Regions from separate parts of the Hordeum vulgare genome. Here region 2 is linked to region 1. Evidence: chromatin contacts called from public Hi-C data. All regions are on one chromosome and are shown on one strand. Each heading gives the region's core, a stretch centred on a gene start, on an enhancer-like site or on the middle of the called end of the contact. The rest is flanking DNA. Distances are from core to core; before and after follow the strand shown.

Region 1 (5,376 bases), core at 1,130-3,629:
TGTGATTATGTGTGGTTGATAGGAGACAATTGTCGGCATGAGGTACAAGGAGATGGCCGCTTCCAAGGGCAAGCCATTCCCATTTAAGCATGCTTGGGCAATTCTTCAAACCTTTGACAAGTGGAAGTTGAGGGATCAAGAGACCGCACCCAAGAAGTCGGCAATGCTTAGGATGGATGATAGTGAAGATGAGGAGGGGGAGAGGAACTTGGGCAAGCCCGAGGGAACCAAGAAGGGCAAGGTAAGGGTGAAGATGGAAGGAGAGGCGTCAAGCCTAAGGGAGAAGATGGAGCAGAGACTAGAATCCTCAAACCCAACCCTTATAACAGAAGGGAAGATGGAGCAAAGACTGGAGGGGGAAGATGATGATTGTGTGATGTAAAAAATATTAAACCATGCAGCAATGATCTTTATTTCCATGTTTGTTTGAAGTTTTATTGTGTGATTCTAGTGAAAATTGTGATATGCCAAATGACAGTTTGAAGGGTTGGGGTTGAGGCAAAGACTAGAACCCTCAAACCCAACCCTTATAATTTCCGTTATAAGGGTTGGGTTTGAGGGTTCTAGTCTTTGCCTCTGTTTTTCAACCCTTAAAAGTGTCAAAAATGGTCAATTCTCAACCCTTATAACTGATTTTGAATTTAAGGGTTTGAGGGTTTTACTAGAGATGCTCCTAAGTTGATGGCCAGCGAGGCGGCTGTGCACCTCCGGTAATGGTTTCCATGTAAATGTCAAAAGAAAAAAAAAGATTGGTGCTCCGTGTAACCGGGTGATCATGCGCGACGGAGCGGGCGTCCAGCCCGAATCCCACTCCCACGCGACGCCGCGCGCGCTGGGCTCATGCCCGATCAGGCACGACCCGGTATTGATTGGCAACAAGTTCCCAAAAGCGGAGCCACAAGCTTCAAATTTGTCCGCGACTACTGCTGAATGCCGATGGATGGGCGGGGAAAGAAGCAAGGCCACATGCCCAGCCCAGGCAGGCGGCAACATATTCTGTCACGGCACATGGTGGTACTCCATTGATGCCTGGCCCCTCCAGCTCATCATCCATTTGACCACGGTATCGCATTCGCAGGGTAGGAGCACCGTCACATGTGTCCCGTATTTACAAGCGCAGGAAGGAAAACTGCTCTGGCTGCAAGCTGATCCACAGGGCTAAGTGAAGGTCTTTGGAACGACGACTGGGCCGTGTTTACGTTCAGTTGGCAATCAGAAGGGATTCTATGGCCTGGATTTTTCTAGTCGATCTGTAGGTCGAGAGAAGAGTCGTAGGCGTTACAGGAGGATGTCTGCGTTCGTGGTCAGTATGTCACACGCGTATTCCGGATCTCACTGCATGCATGGTGAGTGATCACTAGTCTTATCATGCACAGCGAGGCGTGAGTAAAAAAATTACTAATATAAAAACCAATCCTTCTATCCTATCCCAGGTGATAATGAGAATTGTACTGTTTGTGTGTGTGTGTGTGTGTGTCTTACTGTCAGGCAATACAGGAGCAGCAGGAATGCTTGCATTGCAAGCCCTAAATCTAAGTGGGTTGTTGTATCAGGCACAGCAATGGAGCCAGCCTTCCCTTCAAGCGACGTAAAACTCGGCTACGCACTGCGAATTCAGGCTCAGAAACATGCACCGGGCTGCTCATCACAGGCCTTTACGACAGCGTGCCGATTCCCAAATGCTGACAGGCAAACGTGGCATCGGTCACCATAAGTTTCCGCAATACCAAATGGGGAAGTTGAGTTCACGCTCGAAAAGGTATACGGAGCTATGGAAGTTCAAATGATGACCGATGTAAGGTGCTACATGGAGATCAGTAACGACGCACTGGTAGTAGCAACAAGAAAAAGGGAAAGGCACGGCCACTTAGAACTTTCACAAGTCACAAGGAAACAAGATGCGAGATCGCCACTCACCAGCTGGACTACACCAATAGGCAATACGGAGTACCAGCACTAGCAGCAGCTCCTCATCCCCCCCTTGGTGGAGATACGTACGTACGTACAATGTGTGGACACAATCATACGCAAGTACAATATCTATCTGGTAGGCTGGTCGATTGCGTACGTACAGACTTTTCCTCACATTACATTACATTACAATTGCGTACACTGTTGTTTATGGAGGTTGGTACGCGGTCGAACATTCCCCGCGGAACAAGGCCGAATCAGTGGGGGGCTCTCTTACCACCATCATCATTGTAGAAAGAGAGAATTGTGGGGTTTTGTTATTTGTCTCCAGCTAACCGCAGCAGTTGACCTGGCCGTATGCGCATTAGCTGTAGCCGTAGGGTTGTTTCATGCATGTGTGTGGGCACATGGGCGCGATACGGTGCCGCAAACGCCTCGCAAAAGTCCATGCTCATACGTGCATGTCGACGCGTTTGCGACCTCTCTCGAGCGGATGATGATAAATTCATAATGCATGGCAGCCGTTCCAAGTGGCGCAGTACCGGCGAACCTGCAACTTGCCAATTATTGTGATTATCCGCTTCCAATCATCGGTGGCCTGCCGGTACGAGTGGCATTTGGCCAGCCGATCCGGAATGGATAGCCTGAAAGCCGGATGACGAGTCGAAAAATCAACAGGTCGGTGGGAAATACCATTCTCCTATATACCATACCAATACCAATTGCATGCTGGATGTTACCAAAATGTGGAATTTCCAAACGCAATACTGGCAAACGTGATACTGTAGACATCACCAAAATGCCATAACAAAGAAAAAGATACCAACACGCGCCGCACAAACAAAGTTCTCATATGTCAAATCTGCTAAGATATAGTTATATCTGGCCATGGGCCGGGCCCTAAAAAGCCCACGACAAAAAACTGAAGCCCAGGTCTGGCCCAGGCCCTGCCATCGGGCCTACTTTGAAGCCCTATCCCGGCCCATCTGTTGAAAAGCCCGTCGGGCTTGGGGCCGTGGGCTGAGCCTCTTCCTTAAAATCCCAATATGTCAAGTCCAAGCCTGGCCCGGCCCTGCCGGTGGGCTCAAAACTCAAGCCCAAGCCCGGCCCACAGGCAAGCCCATAGGGCCTAGGCCCTGGATTTTGAGGCCGGGCCAGGCCGGAGATGCCCAGGTATAGATATAGTATTCGATATTCAGTTATCCAACTTCACAGTCTGGATTCCTTTTTACATTTATGGTAGACTAACACAGGCTTCAGTGTTTTCAAAAATCACAGAACAGCAAGAGAGAGTCATCATGTCTAGTGAGGGCTAGGATCAAAATGTTCTTTCTGTTCCGCAGCTTTGTTTCGTCCTTCGAGCCCTGCAACACATGATATTTAAACAGTGAGTGAGTTGAGGTCAGGTTGCACACATCTGTGCAAGTAATATCTGCTTAAAGCCAACAAAGTTAGTTTCAACTAATCCCCATACTCATGAGTTATGGTATAGTTCATTCAGTAAGATGGCATGGTGGCAACTAATCCCACATATTGCAGGCAGGCAAGACATTATTCTTGTTATGACCAACGTGCATAGCACTGCACATCAATTGTCCACAACCTCCCAGTGATGGTACTAAATGTAAACTGATCTCAGCCCATTGGACTCTTCCATCTAGTAACTTGAAGAGTTATTTCTGACCAAGGTTTTCTATATGGGAGCAATGGGAATTATTGGTTTGGATATATGGTTGCATATCTTGCTGCTCTGCATTTGGGATGAACTAATGTAAGCCTGATCCCAGCCGAACAAGATTATGAAAATATGACTCGGTAAAGAAACAATCGTACTGAATTGCAACTATGATACAGCATAAACACATTATATAGTCATGTATGTACTGTGATGACAAACATATGGAGCATAGAGCAACAAATCCTGACATGCATCCTGAATTCATGATACGTAAAACTAATAATAATGTTTTATTTAGGAAAGCACAGCTTACAGCTAAAAAACTATAATGATGATCATTAGATAATAACCTCGAGTAGAAGTTCAGCAATGTAATTCACCATCTGGCGCAAGTTCAAAGCAGCATGGTAGAGATTATCGACAAATTGCTCACGAAATGTATTTTTGGCTCTCCATACAAAAAACTGCGCGTACCCTGTTCCTGCTGCGGAAGCGATTTTCTGTAAACAAAATAGAATTATTGTGAACAGAAGCACAAAATGAGGCATATTTTTTGTTACTTTTGAACTTACAAGATAGCTATATACTATGCATATAGATATCCTGTGATTTACTACACAAGTTCTCCTAGCTTTAATGCATAGCCAGTTCTTTAGGTTAGCTTGAAACTGAGGTAGCAGAACTGCAGTAGCGTGGAAGCTCTGAACTATTGCTCCAGGAAAGTAACCGGAACTTGAAAGTTGCTATAGAAAAATTGCTAGACCATAACTCTGCCATGGGCAACGTTTGGAGCAAAAAATACCGTTATATGTGACTTAAAAACATATCATTTTGTCAAACATCTAGTGCAAACACTTATTGGGGGTAAAACAGAAGCACAAAAACAGCAATAGCAGATGCATCCAATTTCCTAGTCCCAGCAAATTTTCTACTGTAGCAGTGCAACAGAATCACTTTCCAATGTATTATTTATGGATAGTTCCAACTATGATAATGCAGCATTAGAGAGCCTCTCTAGCAGATTCCTTATAACCCACTCATTCCTGCAAATTTGCAACTATAAGGAATAAGCACTTTCGCTCCTTATCCTTTTTTTTAAGGATCTTCACGAAAACTGGTTTTGTTCTGTAAATTTACACAAGTTCCTTACAACCATTTTAAGCAATGAGTGTTTAATGAAGCACAGAACCTAGATATGTTCTTGAGCTGGTGAAACTTATGGGTGCAAGAAGTTCTAAACTTTTGTGATATTACCAATGGCCACACTACAAAACTCAAAAAGTGTGGGTTAAGGTGTTCGAGCACCATTCACATAACTAGGCATTCCTCTAGAACATATAACTGGATATTATTTGTGTTTAAGTACTTAATGTGTCAAGAAAACTTTAGATACTTGCTCTTGTATTAATTAACTTATCAGGTTCGTTTACAAGCTTTGTCCCAACCAAATGCTCAAATAGTGTTTTTAAATTGCATTGATGCTTATAAATGTATGCCGATTTATGATGAAAGTAACGCAATATATCATAAATTCATGGTGCATTCGTAAGGCTAACACGGGTCACCTGCCCTGTATAGTAAAGTACAGTAGTAGACTATCAAAGCAGTGAGGTTATCACACAACTAACATTTAAAGTAAGGAGGGTTATCATTGTCATTCTCTCTGCCCTCCAAGCAAGAAATACTACTTTTTCTGATGACACTAGGAGACAGACCTCTGTATCTATGTAGCCGTCGTTCCATAGTTTGTACAAAGTTGAATGAACAATCTGCTTGTCAAGAATTGT
Region 2 (5,571 bases), core at 464-2,963, 610 kb before region 1:
AAACTCAAAGAACAGCACCTCTGTTTTCAGGACTTCAGGTGATAGTACTGATCAGTTCTACCCACCTGGATAATAGTACCCGTAGTAATACATCCCTTGGTCCCCCATATAAGTTCCTTGGTTCAATTCAGTGTCCTTGGCAGCAGTACTAGCTGCATCTGCTGAGGAAATGCATGATATTGCATCCGAAGAACTTGCGTCTTTTGCAGCACGCTGCAGAGTTTGGGCACGAAAGGAATCAGCAAGGGCACGATAGGTGTAGCCCAACCAACCAAACAAGGAACAATTCCTTGTACGCTGAGATAAGCAAGCGGTATACTAGTATATATGTATAGAGGAATGAGAATCTTACCAAGTTGCCGTTGCTTGCCTTCGTGCTAGCATCAATCTTCAAGTTCTCTACTGCCTCTTCTATAGCTGGAAGATGCAAAAGTCAAGGCTTGCAAACAGAATATATACTTGAAAGGTCATTGCCCATGAGTGAGAACAAAATAAGCCAACAAGCCCAGATTGATGGATTGAAATGTTCTTGGTCCAATAATGCACAATAATTGCCTTGAATGAGCCCGTTAGAGATCAGAAGATCTACAGCGATCATCTTTCTGATTAAGTGCAAGAGACCGTTACATGAGCAACTTCGTGGTTCGCAAACACCATGCAGCAGCAGCAGATCAATAAGGGCATACAGCAACCGTATTCCTAAGTATACAAACCATATTATTGGCGCAGCTGCTAATAAATGGGAGTTGGCTCAGCTCTCACCATCTCTGAAAATCCGACATGTGAGGGATACCTAACAAATCTAATTGTGAATATAAAACAACAGAGACCTGCCCTGGCATGGTAATGGTAGGACGGCAAAACTGAATTATGTCGACAGCAGATTGAACTGTTTCGAAGTTTTCATGAAAAATGCTACGCGCCCAACGACAATTCAGCAACATAATCGACGATTTATTTATGTATTTTCAGACCGCGATCTGATCAGAGATCAAAAAGTCCCTTAAAGCCAGATCAGAGGAAAAGCTTTTCCAACCCTTTAAATTAAACAAGTGTAAAGAAAGATGAGAAATCAGGCTGAGTACACACGCCTGTCGTCCATGAAAAAAAGAAGAGGCAGAAACACTGGTACCAAACTGAAGAAAATACCCAAAAAAAATCGAGAATTTTGATCAAATACAGTAGTGGCATCTCTGACGGATAAAAGAGAGAGAGAGAGAGAAAAAAAATGGAGTTGGATGGCAATGGAACCGCTCAACTCAGCAGCACTGGGAAAGTTAGCAAATCAAAACAAATTTGAAAACACGGAGAAATCCCATTGATCGAATCCAAGAAGAAAGACAAGCCCGATATCATGTGTCAGATCCAGCTCCCGGCGGATGGACAAGGAGCAAAGGATACGCTTGTGGGTGAGCGCGGGCTTTGGCTTGGGCTCCATGAGGCCGCACCAGAGGTCGCCGCAGAAGAAGCCGGGGCTACGCGTGTCCTCCAGCTCGACCGTGGGTTGGGCCGGGAGGGACTCGCCGGAACCCTAGGCTGCTCCGGCCGCCTGTGCCGGAGGAGAAAAAGGAGCCGCGTCGGCGTCGGCGGCGTGGCGTGTGGTGTAGGGCGGGGGGCGCGGCCACGTGTGCGCGATCGGACGGCTGGGGAGCGGGGGTGGCGCGGTGTGGGGGCGGAGCAGCGAAGCGAAGCGAAGCGACGCGGCCGAAGCGGGCTCCTGAAATCTAGCGGGGGCGGGGGCGGGGGCTGGAGCAAAAGCAAAGCAAGGCAGCCGCTCCGCCTGTTGCGGCCGAATATTTGTAGCCTTTCAGCACTATGCGTTTCGCCTTTTTCTCTTGTGAGATGAGCTCGAAAGCTAACCATCGCGTTCCACATCGGTGCAATTTCATTTCTTGGTGCGTGATCAGTGTATTTGTGGTACGAGCGGCAGTTTTGTGATGTGAAGAAAAAGGGAGGCGAAATGTTGGTGGATGCCGCTGTCAACGTGAAGGTGCCGTCCGTACGGCCGTAAAAACGTGTCGTCAACTAATTCTGATGGCGTAAACTCTGTGATTTTCTTGATCTTAGCAAGTCAAGGTGGCGTGCGGTTTTTTATTTTTTTGGTTGATAGCAATCGGCGAGGAGCTACACCGGTTTGGATCGTGGAGAATAAGCGTCCAACCAACATGAACATTGAACTGTGTGCTCGCGGTCTACTAGATGTGTCGCGATAGCTTGACGGCAGTTAAGAGTGCCGGTCGGGGGGAGGGGGGGGCAGAGGATACATGCTGCGTTTTTCCAAGGTGAGGAATATTTGTGAAGGGCGACCCATATTTGGGTTGGGTCTAAAAGAAGAGGTGAAGAATTTCTGGTGGTCCAGATCACGATCGCTCGAAAATCAATCGTTTCCTGATGTGGGTGCGACCTGACCGCACCTGACCTGGCCGCGAAGGGAGAAATGAAGCGAAACAAGCCGGGAGCCCAACGACACCCAGGGGAATTCGGTGTCAAGCGCGGGCGGGCGGTTCAATTTGCGCGGGGTGCTGATCGCCGGTGCGGCAGGCAGGAGGCGACCAGAATAGTTGGCCTTTGGCATCAGGACAGGACCGCACGCGTTATCTTGGAGGATCAGTTGCGGAGTGGCGTCGGTGCAGGTGCGGTCTGGTGGCGCCCGTGCCCGCGTCAATAGTCGCCCGGGTTATCAACCAGACCGACGGCAACTATATTTTCGAAAAATTTCGATCTACTCCCTCCGTTCCGAAATATAAGACATTTTAAAGATTTGATTATAGACTACATACGGAGTAAAATGAGTTAACTTATTTTCTAAAATATGACTACATACATCTGTATGTAGTATATAGTGGAATCTCTAAAAGATCTTATATTTAGGAAAGGAGGGAGTATTTATCTTCAGTCATAATATTATAATAAACATCAGAAATAATAATAAAAATTACATTCAGATTTGTATATCATTTAACGATGACTACGATCACGGAAGCGAGTCGAAGACGTGTCGCCGTCATCGCCCCTCCCTCGCCGGAGCCACGCGTAACTTATTGTAGTATACGGTCGATAAGTCGTCGTGCTAAGGCCTTATAAGACCAACGCACCGGAACAACAATCGCCGCCGATGAGAAAGCTTTGATCGAAAGATTCAATCTAAAGACACGTGAACAAAGACGAACAAGGACCGGATCCAAACACATCCACCAAAGACAACCACCGACCAAATCTCGCGAAATCCACTGGTAACACACCTTCACACGTCCTCTAATGATACTAAACGCAACACCAAAACAGGGGATAGACGGAAAGAATCTTATCCCATCTCCAAGAAGTCGTCTTCGTCTCGTCTTTCTGAACATGATACAAACCCTGTCAAAACTTGAAGAAACACCTAGAAACAGAGTCGTGCCGCCAACAAAGGTCGGGATACACCGCGCACGCATGACCCTAAGAGCATATACAACCACGGTTTGCAAATTCGAACCCTCAAACATCCGCAGATGTTAGAGCATATATCTCCATATGTGGTTTTGGTAATTGATGACAATTCCTATGGACTAATGGTTGCCTTAAGTTATATTTATAGGATTTGTCCATAGGCACTTCTTGAAGTCCATCTGTTGGGTTCAAGGAGTTTATATGATGACCAAGATGGTATTCAAGGTATTATCCAAAGAATGGTCATAGAGACACAAGGTTGATCAAGATCTCAGACAAAGAGTAAATCAAGATGATCAACACACAAAGCGTACAAGATGTACCAAGAGGGATCAAGTGATCCCATGGTATGGTAAGCATTGTCCATTACGTGTTTATGTACTAACTCATGGTCTTCATGAGAGTTCTATGTGTGGTTAGGTGTGTTTCCATGGGCTTGCGTCAAAAGGAAGATCTCATACAACCCATGAAGGATGACGTCAAGTGGTGATCATCATCAAGATTGCGGTGTGCAAGTTCAAGAGGATCAGCACGAATATATCGTGCTTGAAGCATGCCGTCCATTGTGGTGGCAATGGACTTGTGAAGGTATGCTAAAGAGTGGCTCACCCATAGTGAGTATGGGGGAGCAATCAACTAATCTTCATCAAGCCAACGCAATCAAGAAAGGTGGTCCATCTTGAGGAAGCCAAGATCATCATCATCTATCTCAAGAGGTCGAGGTGCGAGGTATAGGTTTGCCCTTGATAGGTTTTCTGTTTAGGATAGAATGTTGTACTCTCAAGGGGGGCTCTCAAGTGATTAGCTTGATCGTATCGTTCGTTGAGAGCTCAAACCATTTGCATCCTTGCATCATACTTCTTGGTTCTTATTTGGTGTTTCTCTTTGTGATTTTTAGAGCTTATGGTCATCTTCATGACAAGCTTGAGTTCATCGAAAACGGAGTCCATATGCAACTACTATGATGTTTTCTATGTTGGAGTTTTTGTCGGTTCTTCATTCATAGAGGTCTCACATCTCTAGATCATTGACATTTTCATATCAGCATGGTCTTAAGATTTTTATATCTGTTTGGATTGCTCTTGTCGTCCTGAATCCAACAAGCTTGGGTTTGCTCGATTCGGAGCTCGTATGCGAAAGTTATGGCTGTTTCAGTGGCGAACAGTAGTACCGCTGGCCCTAGCGGTAGTACCGTTTGAGCTGGCGGTAGTACCGCTGGCCCAGCGGTAGTACCGCCTCGGGTCAGCGGTAGTACCGCTCCAGGACTTTAGTACCGTCATCTTTGCGGTTGTACCGCGTCGGACCTTTTTGCGAAGACTTTCTTGGCGGTGGTTGGCCCGGTAGTATCTTTGCGCTACCATGGGCTCAGCGGTAGTACCGCTGGAGGGTCAGCGGTAGTACCGCTACAGCCAGCGGTAGTACCGCTAGAGGGTCAGCGGTAGTACCGCTGGGCTCGGGCTGTAAGTGGGGGTAACGGTCTGATTCCTTCCCCCACTATATAAAGGGGGTCTTCTTCCCCCTTGGTCTTATCCATCCGTTGAGCTCTTGTTCTACCTCCATTGTTGAATTCTTAGAGCTTGCTAACTCTCAATCCCTCAAATGATTCTTGCTTGTTCTTGAGGGAAAAGAGAGAGGAGATCTAGATCCACATCCACCAATCACTTTCTCCTCTATGTGAGGGGAACCCCTTGGATCTAGATCTTGGAGTTCTTTGTGAGCTCCTTGTTCTTCCTCTCATATTTCTCCATAGCTTTCGTTGTTGTGGATGGATTTGAGTGTGAGGGACTTGACCACTTCGTGTGTTCTTGCCATTGCATTAATTGCATCGGTTTGAGTTCTCCACGGTGATACGTGGAAGTGAGAAGTTGAGAAGCTTATTACCTTTGGTACTTAGTACCCTAGATATTGTTCTTCGTGGATGCTTTGGCGTCCTAGAAGTTTGGTGGTGTCTCGGGGCTCAATCATTGTGGTGTGAAGCTCCAGGCAAGCGTCGGGGTCTCCAATTAGGTTGCGAGATTGCCCCGAGCAATTTGTACGGGTACCGGTAACCGCCCAAGGGTTGCCACGTGTACGGGTTCGGTGACCGCCCCCAAGGGTTGCCATTTGTACGGGTTCGGTGACCGCCCTCAAGGGTCCCTTAGT

What was found. Hi-C and Micro-C count contacts between places; a contact is called where the count stands out from the background.
Region 2: a contact with region 1 is called in a Hi-C map of leaf, with 10 times the contacts expected there. The contact joins the promoter of LOC123444110 here to the enhancer-like site in region 1. A contact is called at or near these places in 4 of 6 Hi-C or Micro-C datasets (leaf and seedling).

Annotation. Positions count from the first base shown.
Region 1 is chr3H:430,726,869-430,732,244 of MorexV3_pseudomolecules_assembly, reverse strand. It overlaps LOC123444106, which reads right to left. Exons shown (of 14, transcript XM_045120721.1): 12 at 5,305-5,376; 13 at 3,940-4,089; 14 at 2,712-3,275. The coding sequence ends at 3,177. Among protein-coding and RNA genes, the nearest start is that of LOC123444106, 12 kb to the right of the region's middle. Within about 2 kb of position 2,379, at least 3 of the 3 cell types and tissues checked have open chromatin away from gene starts, as enhancers often do. A contact at or near this core is called in leaf and seedling, where this site is marked.
Region 2 is chr3H:431,335,199-431,340,769 of MorexV3_pseudomolecules_assembly, reverse strand. It overlaps LOC123444110 (YTH domain-containing protein ECT3), which reads right to left and starts at 1,713. Exons shown (of 9, transcript XM_045120726.1): 1 at 1,402-1,713; 2 at 353-417; 3 at 66-213. The coding sequence starts at 1,438.